Linked DNA regions of Lactuca sativa: region 1 is linked to region 2. The links are chromatin contacts, called in public Hi-C maps. All regions are on one chromosome and are shown on one strand. The core of a region is the stretch at or near the end of the contact, and the rest is flanking DNA. Distances in the headings are between cores, read along the strand shown. Region 1 holds the start of LOC111920967. Region 2 holds the start of LOC111920963 (peptide chain release factor PrfB1, chloroplastic).

What was found. A called contact is a pair of places that touch in the nucleus more often than the background predicts.
Region 1: a Hi-C map of leaf shows a contact between it and region 2, with 3 times the contacts expected there. The contact joins the promoter of LOC111920967 here to the promoter of LOC111920963 in region 2. A contact is called at or near these places in 2 of 4 Hi-C or Micro-C datasets (leaf and seed).

Annotation. Positions count from the first base shown.
Region 1 is chr8:3,482,452-3,487,620 of Lsat_Salinas_v11, forward strand. It overlaps LOC111920967, which reads right to left and starts at 3,864. Exons shown (of 8, transcript XM_023916542.3): 1 at 3,234-3,864; 2 at 2,572-2,663; 3 at 1,608-2,308; 4 at 1,416-1,486; 5 at 845-934; 6 at 577-747; 7 at 260-368; 8 at 1-27. The coding sequence starts at 3,605.
Region 2 is chr8:3,325,232-3,330,000 of Lsat_Salinas_v11, forward strand. LOC111920963 (peptide chain release factor PrfB1, chloroplastic) reads right to left here and starts at 2,091. Exons shown (of 7, transcript XM_023916531.3): 1 at 1,780-2,091; 2 at 1,467-1,526; 3 at 1,184-1,404; 4 at 887-1,090; 5 at 427-642; 6 at 170-356; 7 at 1-99. The coding sequence starts at 2,011.

The DNA of each region.
Region 1 (5,169 bases), core at 2,614-5,113, 160 kb after region 2:
TGCTGATTTCAGAACCAGGCATGATTTCTGTCAACACAAAGACACATAATCAATGAAGTGATACAATTTACAAATAAGTCTATTTGGCTAGGATTGGACCGGGACTTAGACTAATGTCAATGGCACAAAAAGGTGAAACAAAGTGGGACAGTTGCAAAAGACGTTCTGACCCTCATAATACATAAATAAAAAATTGCCCTAGCCATAAAGACGTGTCGTCTCTTAACTCGGAAGGGTAATTTGGTCATTTGTATATTACCTAATGATGGCGGCAAAGGTATATCATGTTGAGGCGTATCTGTGTTATTTGAATGCATGCTGCTACTATTTCTGTTATTTTCCTCTTTGCAATTCACATCATGTACCACCTGCAGCAGATGAGAGAAGAAGACAATAAGTTCATGTTCTATGACTTGTGTATCAAAAATAAAAATAAAAAGTTGGTTGCCTAAAATGGAAATGGTTGCCATTACAATTTACAAACAATGTGTGTATATATATATATATATATATATATATATATATATATATATATATATATACTACTATTACAATCTATGCCTTGTAACTTCATACCTTCGCACCCGGTGTGCTAGCTTTAGTAGTGTTGAAACTGATATGATCCATTGTTGTTCGTTTCCTTCTTTTTGGAACTGCAAAACAATTGCAACATTCCCTTTCCACAAAAGCTTTGTCTTCTGAAGCCAATATTCCAGGGCCCCACGTAAAACTTACATACTTTCTCAGCTAGATTTGATAATTAAAGAAATATTGAAATTTAGTTAATAATCCAATCACATACAAAGGAGGAAATTATATTCGCTAAATTATTAAGACAAAATACCTTATTCCATCGTTCTTGGGCTTTCCGGCGATTTCTAATACTTCTCATCACTCTATCCTCACTACGGAACCTCTTGAATCTGTACTCAAACTAAACGGGACAAAACAAATTAGGATCCGCTTTACTTTATTTTATTCACACTTGAAATGACATGCTATCAGTTTTATATTTTCAAAAGTTAATTACATTTTCGGTCGTTGAGTAGCTGATTTTTGCAATTTTGGACGTTTTTGGTCCCTATTCCAAGTAAATAACTATATTTTTTGGATCAACATTGCAAACATCACCTATAATTAGGGACCAAAATAGTCATTTTACTTGGAACCAAGATTCTCAAATAAGGACCAAAATTGCAAGAGAAAACTTTTTTGGATCAAAACCACTATACACGGGGACAAAAAATGTAAATTTCTATATTTTCAGACTAAAACAAACCCAAGTACGTATTCGGTTCTATTTTAGGTTTCCATTATTATCTATTTTCCGTTTCCATTGTTACTGCAAATGAAATGTTTGTTAAAATTTGGAAAGAACAAGGCTTAATTTTTTGGAAAAGGAATAAGAAGCATACTTGCACCATAAGGTAGAAAAATATGACAATACTAATGCAATACAAGCCGCCAACATCAGCAAGAAACCCCACTGCATTCTTCGAAAAATAACATACGTTAGACAAAGTATTAACATATCCTTCGAGCAAATATCTAATCTAATCAAAAAAATTGCAAGCATGACAAAAGGGCAAAGAAGTAATATTACTCACCAGGCCCAAGGGTGCTTTGATTGTCGATTTCCACAATGTAGGACGAAAGGTAATTGACATACAATGTCATATTCACGAGCCCATCTGCAGGCCTCTGTAATGAGGCCTGCAGTTGGTTCGTCTCAGAATGAGACGAACCAGGAAGGAAGTCATGAAAAAGAGGTTGTATGAGTTTAAGATCGTGTTTAGTCCGGTATATTCTTGGAAACAAATTAAATTGCAAAATATTCGGATCTCTCCCTCTATATGTCACAAACTTTGCACTATTTGTACTTCCATTCTTCAAAGCCCCACTTACAAAACTCACGTGCTTTTTGTGACGCGGGTCTCTTGCGCTCAACTTAAACTCGAAACCAACCGCCATTGCAGGCATATTTGGGAGGTCAACAAATTGCCATGAGATGTATAAATTGTCACGAAGGAGTTGACAATCGTTGCATTTTAGAGATATGGTGGGGCCCGTTGTGGTGTTTTCGCAGGTGAAGTTGACCAAAGTGGAAAGAGGGGCGGTTCGGTAATTAATGAAACCGGGGTTTCCGGTGACCAAAGTGGAAAGTCCTTGTAGATTTGAGCAGGTCATGGTGGAAATGGTGGTTATGTTGAATTCCATGTCGTTGTGGAAGGATGCTAAGTCGGGTGCATTTGTTGCTATCACAGTGTGCACCTCAACGGTTCTCATTGATATGATTTGGTATAGTAATCTGTGATTGGAAGACACGTGGAAAAAAGAAAGGTTAGGTAAGTTATACATGGGTGTTTCTTTTTGACTTGATACAGACTGAACGACTTAATACAGAAAGTCAGAGAGGAGACTTTCCCCATCAAGTCCTAACTTTACCCATAAAGTGGTTAATGGGAAAAAAAGAATATGATTGTGTGACTAAATAATGTGTTTGTATTTGAACATGAGAAATGTGTGAAAGATAGTGGTGTGGTTTAGTTATGAAATTTATGGGTCACTCACGCAGCAAACAGACCAATAAAAAGAATCCAGCTTGCAATCGAGAAAGTTCCACCAAGTTCTGTTTTTCGCTTCTTGACAACTTTTTGATCATCCTACACAAATGATATAAAGAATAATGTATAACAATGTTCCAAGAAAAAAAAATACAAGATGAAAAAATGATAGGATAATCATAAAGAAGATGCCGATTAGATTTTAATTTATTTCTATCTACCAAGATTTTTCCTTCCAGAATTCCCAATCTCTACATGCAATTTCCTAATCAAAAGAAGGATACGCTTTTTAGTTCAGGTGATTAACATGTGATTTACAGCCTCACTAATCAGTAATCACAAGAACATATGAATAACCCAATCGAAAACAAGAATGCATCAAGATTCAAGATTCTGATGGCTAGAAAGTCTCAAAAGCAAAATCTATTTCATAGACATAGCAAAAGGGTCAAATCCAGTTGTTTCCGAATTGAAATTTAACATATTGTTTTAAGGCTTTAAGTTACTTATCTACATCATTTTTCTATTTACGTAATCTTTATATGGATACATAATGAAATTATTCACAATTTTTTTACTGTATTTAATACTTGGCTAATTTTGACTCTTGAAAGTCAAAAGATGGAAGTAAATCTAAATCCAACATTCAACAATGAGTCAAAAAAGTACCAGCCAATGGCGAGTAGCAAAGGAGACATCCAGTCTGCTAATCCACCATCTGATCTGAAACCAAAGCGTTGTTCCATCACCGAGCTTCCCAAATCGCACAAAGAAGCAAAATACGAGCCACGAAGCAAGTAACACAAGGGTAGTCTCAAGAAACACAGCTTGAGATTGTGTGAATTTCTTGATTGTGTCAAATGAGAAGAGGTTAGCAGGGATGTTGATTGAATAGTCGACTCCAGAACCCACCAAGAACTCGTCGGCACCGGAGGAGGTCGCCGGAGAGCAGGTGTTATCGGTGGTGTTGTAAAAGTAACCTGGATTGCAGGCGCATAAAGTGGTGTTGTATCTGAAGAAATTATTGCTTGGACACTGCATTCTGTGAAATTACGTTTGTGGGTATTCTGACAACTCGAAAATCAAGATCTTTTAGGGTCTGATCTTGTGAATCTTTTGATTCTTGGTGACCAAGACCAAGAGGCAAGACTCAAGAGGTGAATGACCAAATCAAGGAATCCTTGCGTGTTTGGACAGTACAACAATCGGTGCGTTCCGGATTCTTAGCCCAGAACGATCTTCCAACCCAAAATTGTTATTTTATTAAACATAAATAAACAGTTTTCCATATTTATAAAAAAAAAATTGATAAATTTCATACATTATGCAAGTAAAAATGATAAACTCTATTGTAATGAGAAAATCTAACACTTTTCTTCAATAATAATAATAATAATAATAATAATAATAATAATAATAATAAACACTTGTCTACCGAAAAAAAAAGTGAAAATAAAATAACAATAATTTGCAAACGAGTTCAAATTTTGTAATGGGAAAATTCATACACTTATCTTCAAATTCAATAGACTCTATTGACCTTATTATAAGGATTAATTTTCCATGTCTAAAATTTAATGTATATAACCAGGCTTTGTGTATAAAATTTGGAAAATAAATAACCCAAAGAACCCTACGAGCTCTTTGAAAAGGTCATTTGGTTAAATAAAGGGTTTTACATGGAAAAGTTTTATTATTTTGGAAAATTTTTGATAAAGTTTTAAAAGTTTTTTTTAACAGAAAAATCCTATTATTTTAAGAAAACTACGTAATTTATCATTTGTTGTTCAAATATAAAAAATGATTTTTTTGTTAATTTGGATAAAATTTTAAATGATCAGGTCTTTTCTGTTCAAAAAAACTTTTAAGACTTTATTAAAAATTTTCCTAAAATAATGGGATTTTTCTGCATTAATCCCTTAAATAAACTATGGAATTAAAAAAATTATTGTGAGAGTATTTCGTCCTATTTTAGTACTGTTTGTACATATACCAGCTTAATAGATAGAGTTTTTTTTTTTTTTTTTTTTTTTAATATTGTAGTAATACTATTTTATTTATTTATTATATAAATCGATATTGGTAGAACTCATAAACAAGCTTTGTGAAAGAACTCTGTTATGTTCGTATGCTTTTTGGGTTGTTTGATATGATGATAACATGACATCAATAAATTAATTGAAAAAACTCGTCTATTATAAATGTTTTTGTATTGTATCTTTTTAAATAATTATAGACTTTTTCGATTAAATAATTTAATATTTATTTATGATAAAAAAAAAGTACGATTATTCAATACCGGCGGATAGAAAATTGTAGAAAAAAGTAACACGAGTCCACAATGAAAAAAGGACAAAATAATGTGACTGAAAATGTTGACGTAATCTGCATCCACGTGGCAATTATTGTTGAATGCCATGCTCTTTCTTTGCTTCTTTCGTTCTAATATTGAGGTGCAATCCCACTACAAGTCTCCATGTATTTTTTATAAATATATAATTTTGACTAGATATAAAGTATATATAGGCGTATATTTTGTAATGTGAAGGAATCAAATAGGAACAAACAATGTATAGTATTGACTACTGACTAGATAAAATAAAAG
Region 2 (4,769 bases), core at 841-3,340:
GCTTTATCTCACTCGCCCGTTGCTCCACCGCAATCACCAGCAGCTTCGCCTTCAAACGGCTCAATGCTTTGATCTTGTTCGCAAGCTGTGACCTCTCCTCTAAAAACAAATTTATTTATTTATTTCCTTATTTATTCATTTATAAATAGATATCCATCAATATACCCACCCGTGCAGCGGACGGTTACCCCCGTGGGAATATGCGTGATCCTGACCGCGGTTTCAACTTTATTGACATTCTGACCGCCACTCCCCCCTGCTCTTGAAAACCCAATCTGCAGATCTTCTTCCGGGATCTCCACGTTTAAAGAATCTTCGGGAAGAAGGGGCATCACTTCTACACCGGAAAAACTTGTCTGGATCCAGACAAAGGCTAATTTAGTAATAGTGTCATTGATACAAAGTGTGTGGGATGGAGGAATGTACCTGACGAAGACCTTTTGAATTAAAAGGAGACTGTCTAACAATTCGATGTGTTCCTTTTTCTCCTGAAAGATATCCAAACGCATATCGACCTTCCACCTCTATTGTCGCTGATTTGATCCCGGCTTCTTCCCCCATTGACTTCTCAACCACTCTTGTTTTGTATCGTTGCCTCTCTCCCCACCTTACATACATCCTCAGAAGCATATCCGCCCAATCCTGCACTCAACTCAAAATATCATCATCATCATCTTATTCTACTATTCCTTTCTACTTTAAAACACTCTTACCCAACCTAATTATAACAATCTCATTCCTATACAACAAACCAATTTTCAGTAAATCCTTCAAACCCTAAACAAAAAACAATTCAAAGTACAATCAATGCTCATAACCTAAGCCATAAACTTTCACTATGGTTTTAAGTTGATCCAGATCCAGAGGTGTGTTAGTGTTACATTACCTGTGCATCCGTACCACCAGCACCAGCTGTTATATTGATAACAGCACCTTCCTTATCGTAGGGCCCAGAAAGAAGCTGACTCAGCTCAAATTTATCTAACGCTTTATTCAGTTCTTTCACGATCGTAGCAGCCTCTTCAAGAAGTGCAGTATCAGTTGAATCCATCTCTTCTGTAAGGTTAACTATAGTTTCTGCATCATCAATCTAACATATCAATGTAGAATGTACCATGTCAGTGTAAACTTTCTTTTTTTCAACATGATGCTTGATTGGAATTCGGAAATAAAAAGATCGAACCTGGTCTTGGAACTCCTTGAGAAGATTCATCTTGTCTTTGATATCCGTGAGAGCCATTAGTGTTTGTTGAGCTGAGCTACGATCATCCCAAAAAGAATCACTTCCTGTTGCTTTTTCCAATTTAGCAACTTCTTCTCCTAGTTGCTCTAAACCAGCAGAAGCCCTAATTTCTTCAACACGTTTGGAGGTTGCCTCCACATCCTTCCTCAAACTATAGAAATCTGTCGCAAAATATTATAAATCAATGGCTAATGCAAGTAGGAATAATACACTGTATCATTACCTTGCATCGCCCATACACCTGTTTCACTGCTCACTCCTGCATCTGGTGTTGCGAATAAAACTGAACTAATTCCAAATGCCAAACAAATAGAAACACAATTAGCAATCATGAAAAGTTACGGACGAATAAACCAGATAGACGTGAATTTGAAGAAAGGAGGGACTTCCAAAAACGAACTAAATGATCCCCAAGTTAAAATTAAAGGTTCAATCTCATAGAAGAAGAATCTTCGTGTGGAAGCCATTACCAGATTGTAATTGCAAAAACACAATTCCCTTTAAGACGTTTCAATACTAAAAGATAATTATGTTACCTTTAGAATGACAAGAAGAAGGTAGTGAGAGGGGTGTAGACAAAGGGAAGACTGAATGTGAATAAGGGAAAGCAGCAGCTACGATGGGCTTCTCTGCGCGGCAACGAAAGGACGGTATGCTTCTATGTGCAGTGGGTGATGGTGACATCGATGAAGTTCTCATCGCTGAGAAGTTTTGTGATTGTAGCCTGTGGTCAGGAGGTGATACGAAGCTATGAACAACGCTTTCCATGGAGAGAGAGAGAGAGAGAGAGAGAGAGAGAGAGAGAGAGAGAGATGAAGGGGATAATGCAACGCAGAGGTTTAGTTTTGGGCGGATCAAGAAACAACCTTCATCTTTTATCCAAGTATCCATTAAAACCTTGGCAAATCATCATAACACATAAAAGTTTGGGATAATCACAAAAATAACAATTTTTGTATATAAAAATAATCATCGTTATGAGAAAAATAAAAAAAACAACCATTATCTTTGAAAGTTGTCTGTTTCGAACTCATTTGTGAGGTTCAAAGATGCTTTTCTAACAACAAATACATTTTTTTTACAAAATCTTCAATTTCGACGTTATGAGTATCTAACTTGTTTTTGCAAACAAAAGCAAGATCAAAACCGAGAAGATGGTAAAAACTTTGAACATAAGTTTTCAGATTTTAGTATTGGAGTTGTTTCTATGGTTTCAGATGCACATATCATTTCAATTTTTCTTAAAGGTCGTGAAGGCAATATTATATGTGACATGCATTATAACTGTATTTCATATTGCACACATATATATACTTTCGTATTAAATATTGCACAAGCCATTCAAATTTACTTAAATGTCGTGGAATATATATATATATATATATATATATATATATATATATATATATATATATATATATATATATATATATATATATATATATATATTTGTGTGTGTGTTGAAAGTATTATAACCGTATATATCATATTACACAAATATTTTTGTATCAAATGTGTAGTGATTGAATCATTGAAAGCAAGTTTTTCCCATATAATTTGTTACCAAACAAAGATTTGCTATATGGTAAAAAAATGTCATGAGGGTGTCCGTTTAACTCATTGGGCAAATGCTCAGAAGTCCTAGAGTTAGCTTTGTGGGTTGCTTAGAACGATCAAGTGAAATGCAGTGGGTATATGTTATAAAGCAAAAAAAAAACAACTTGTTATGTTGTCATCGGGTTGCCGTTGAACTAAAAAGTGAATTGAAGTCGTCTGAAGCGTGAACATGACATATGAGATAACAAGATCCCTAATATCCAAAAAAGAATACTTCTTGTTCCAATAACAACTTAAGTGAAAAAGTGAAAGTGTGTCGGTTTCATTTGAGTTGGCAAGAAGTAACTATTCATCATCATATATTTATGAAAATAAACAGGGAACACATTCATGTTTAAGTTGTTATCACACCTAGAGTTTCTATCTAACAAAAAGCTACCACGCTTACCACAGTCCACGTAGAACCACTGAAGATTTGTTACACCGTATAAAAAATTTGTCATATACAAGGTGTGACTTGCCACGTTTGCCATGTTATTTTTTTTCCTAAAATTAATTAATATTAAAAATAAACACTTCAAACAAATTATTTTTATCATGCTATATTTTTAAAACTAAAATTAATTTATATAAAAGATAATCAATTTAAATAAATTAATGATGAGCACCGACATTTCTGGGTAAAAGAATAAAAAGATTGATTATATTTTATGAACTTTATAGAATAAAATTATATTTTTGGGTATTAAATATGAAAGGGGTTTATTTGAATTAATAAAAAGTATTAAATATGAAAGAGAATAAATGAAAATGTCAACTTTTATAAAGTTGAAAGTAAATATAGTACTTTCAATTTAAGTTTGGAATAGAAATTGAAGCAAAAGAGAATTTCTAGGGATCATAATTGTAACTTTTCAACTCAAAACCCTTTTCTCTCTTGTCAGATATATGCGGTATATGTGTCTGTGTTTGAGAGAGAGAGAGAGAGAGAGGGGAGAGAATATAGAGTTCAATCGTGATTGAACTCCCCGTTCCATTGAATCCTAGTCATTTTTCTACAATGAGGATTTTGGGTTTAATGAGATTAAACTCCCTATTAAACCTTTCATTGAACTCCCATTGGAGATGACCTTAGAATGTCAGTGAGCTCGTAATACATATTCTTAGTTGTAATGGAGAAAGTCTTGTATAATAAGTTTATGGACTAATAACAATAGTCATCTCAAATGTATCATGTAATTATAATTGTGATGTGTGTAGACTAGATTAACAACACTAAGTATAGTCATTGCTAGTCTAGTCTACACACATCACCATTATAATTACACCATCACCACGCCGAAGCCACATCACTTTTGTGAAGCTTTTTGCCGGACCACTTCGTGAAACCCTATAGTCTAGTTACATGTACCAAATTGTCCTACATTGGACCTTGCGGATTGAAATAATTAAAATGTCATGAAACCTAAAGATGACAAATGAACCAAGTAACAACATAGCCGTTCTCATAAGAAAAACATTATAGCATCTACACATTCATATCACCACGACCCAGGCTGAGTAGACATACTCTAAAAACAAAAGAAGGAATCAATAGAACTATCACCATTTAGAAGTTTCATTAACCAGACTAAACTTGTTCCCCGTATTGATATCCTCTCACTCATCATCATTAGGATTGACATAGCCAACAATTACTTCTATGCCCGACAATGGTTGCTTGGTCAATAGGGGCCCATCCTGATTAGAAGTACCAAATCAAAGTTGCTCCACTTTAAGACTCCCCTAGGAAATTTACTTTTCATAAATTACAACGAAGTAATTAGAACATGATGTCCATCTATGAACAAACAAAGCAAAAAGTATCCAAAAGGAATCTCCAAGATATCAATAAACTCATTAAAAAAGTGAAAAATAAACTTACTGTCTCAACATACAAATTAATGGAACGTCGCAAAAGCTCGAAACA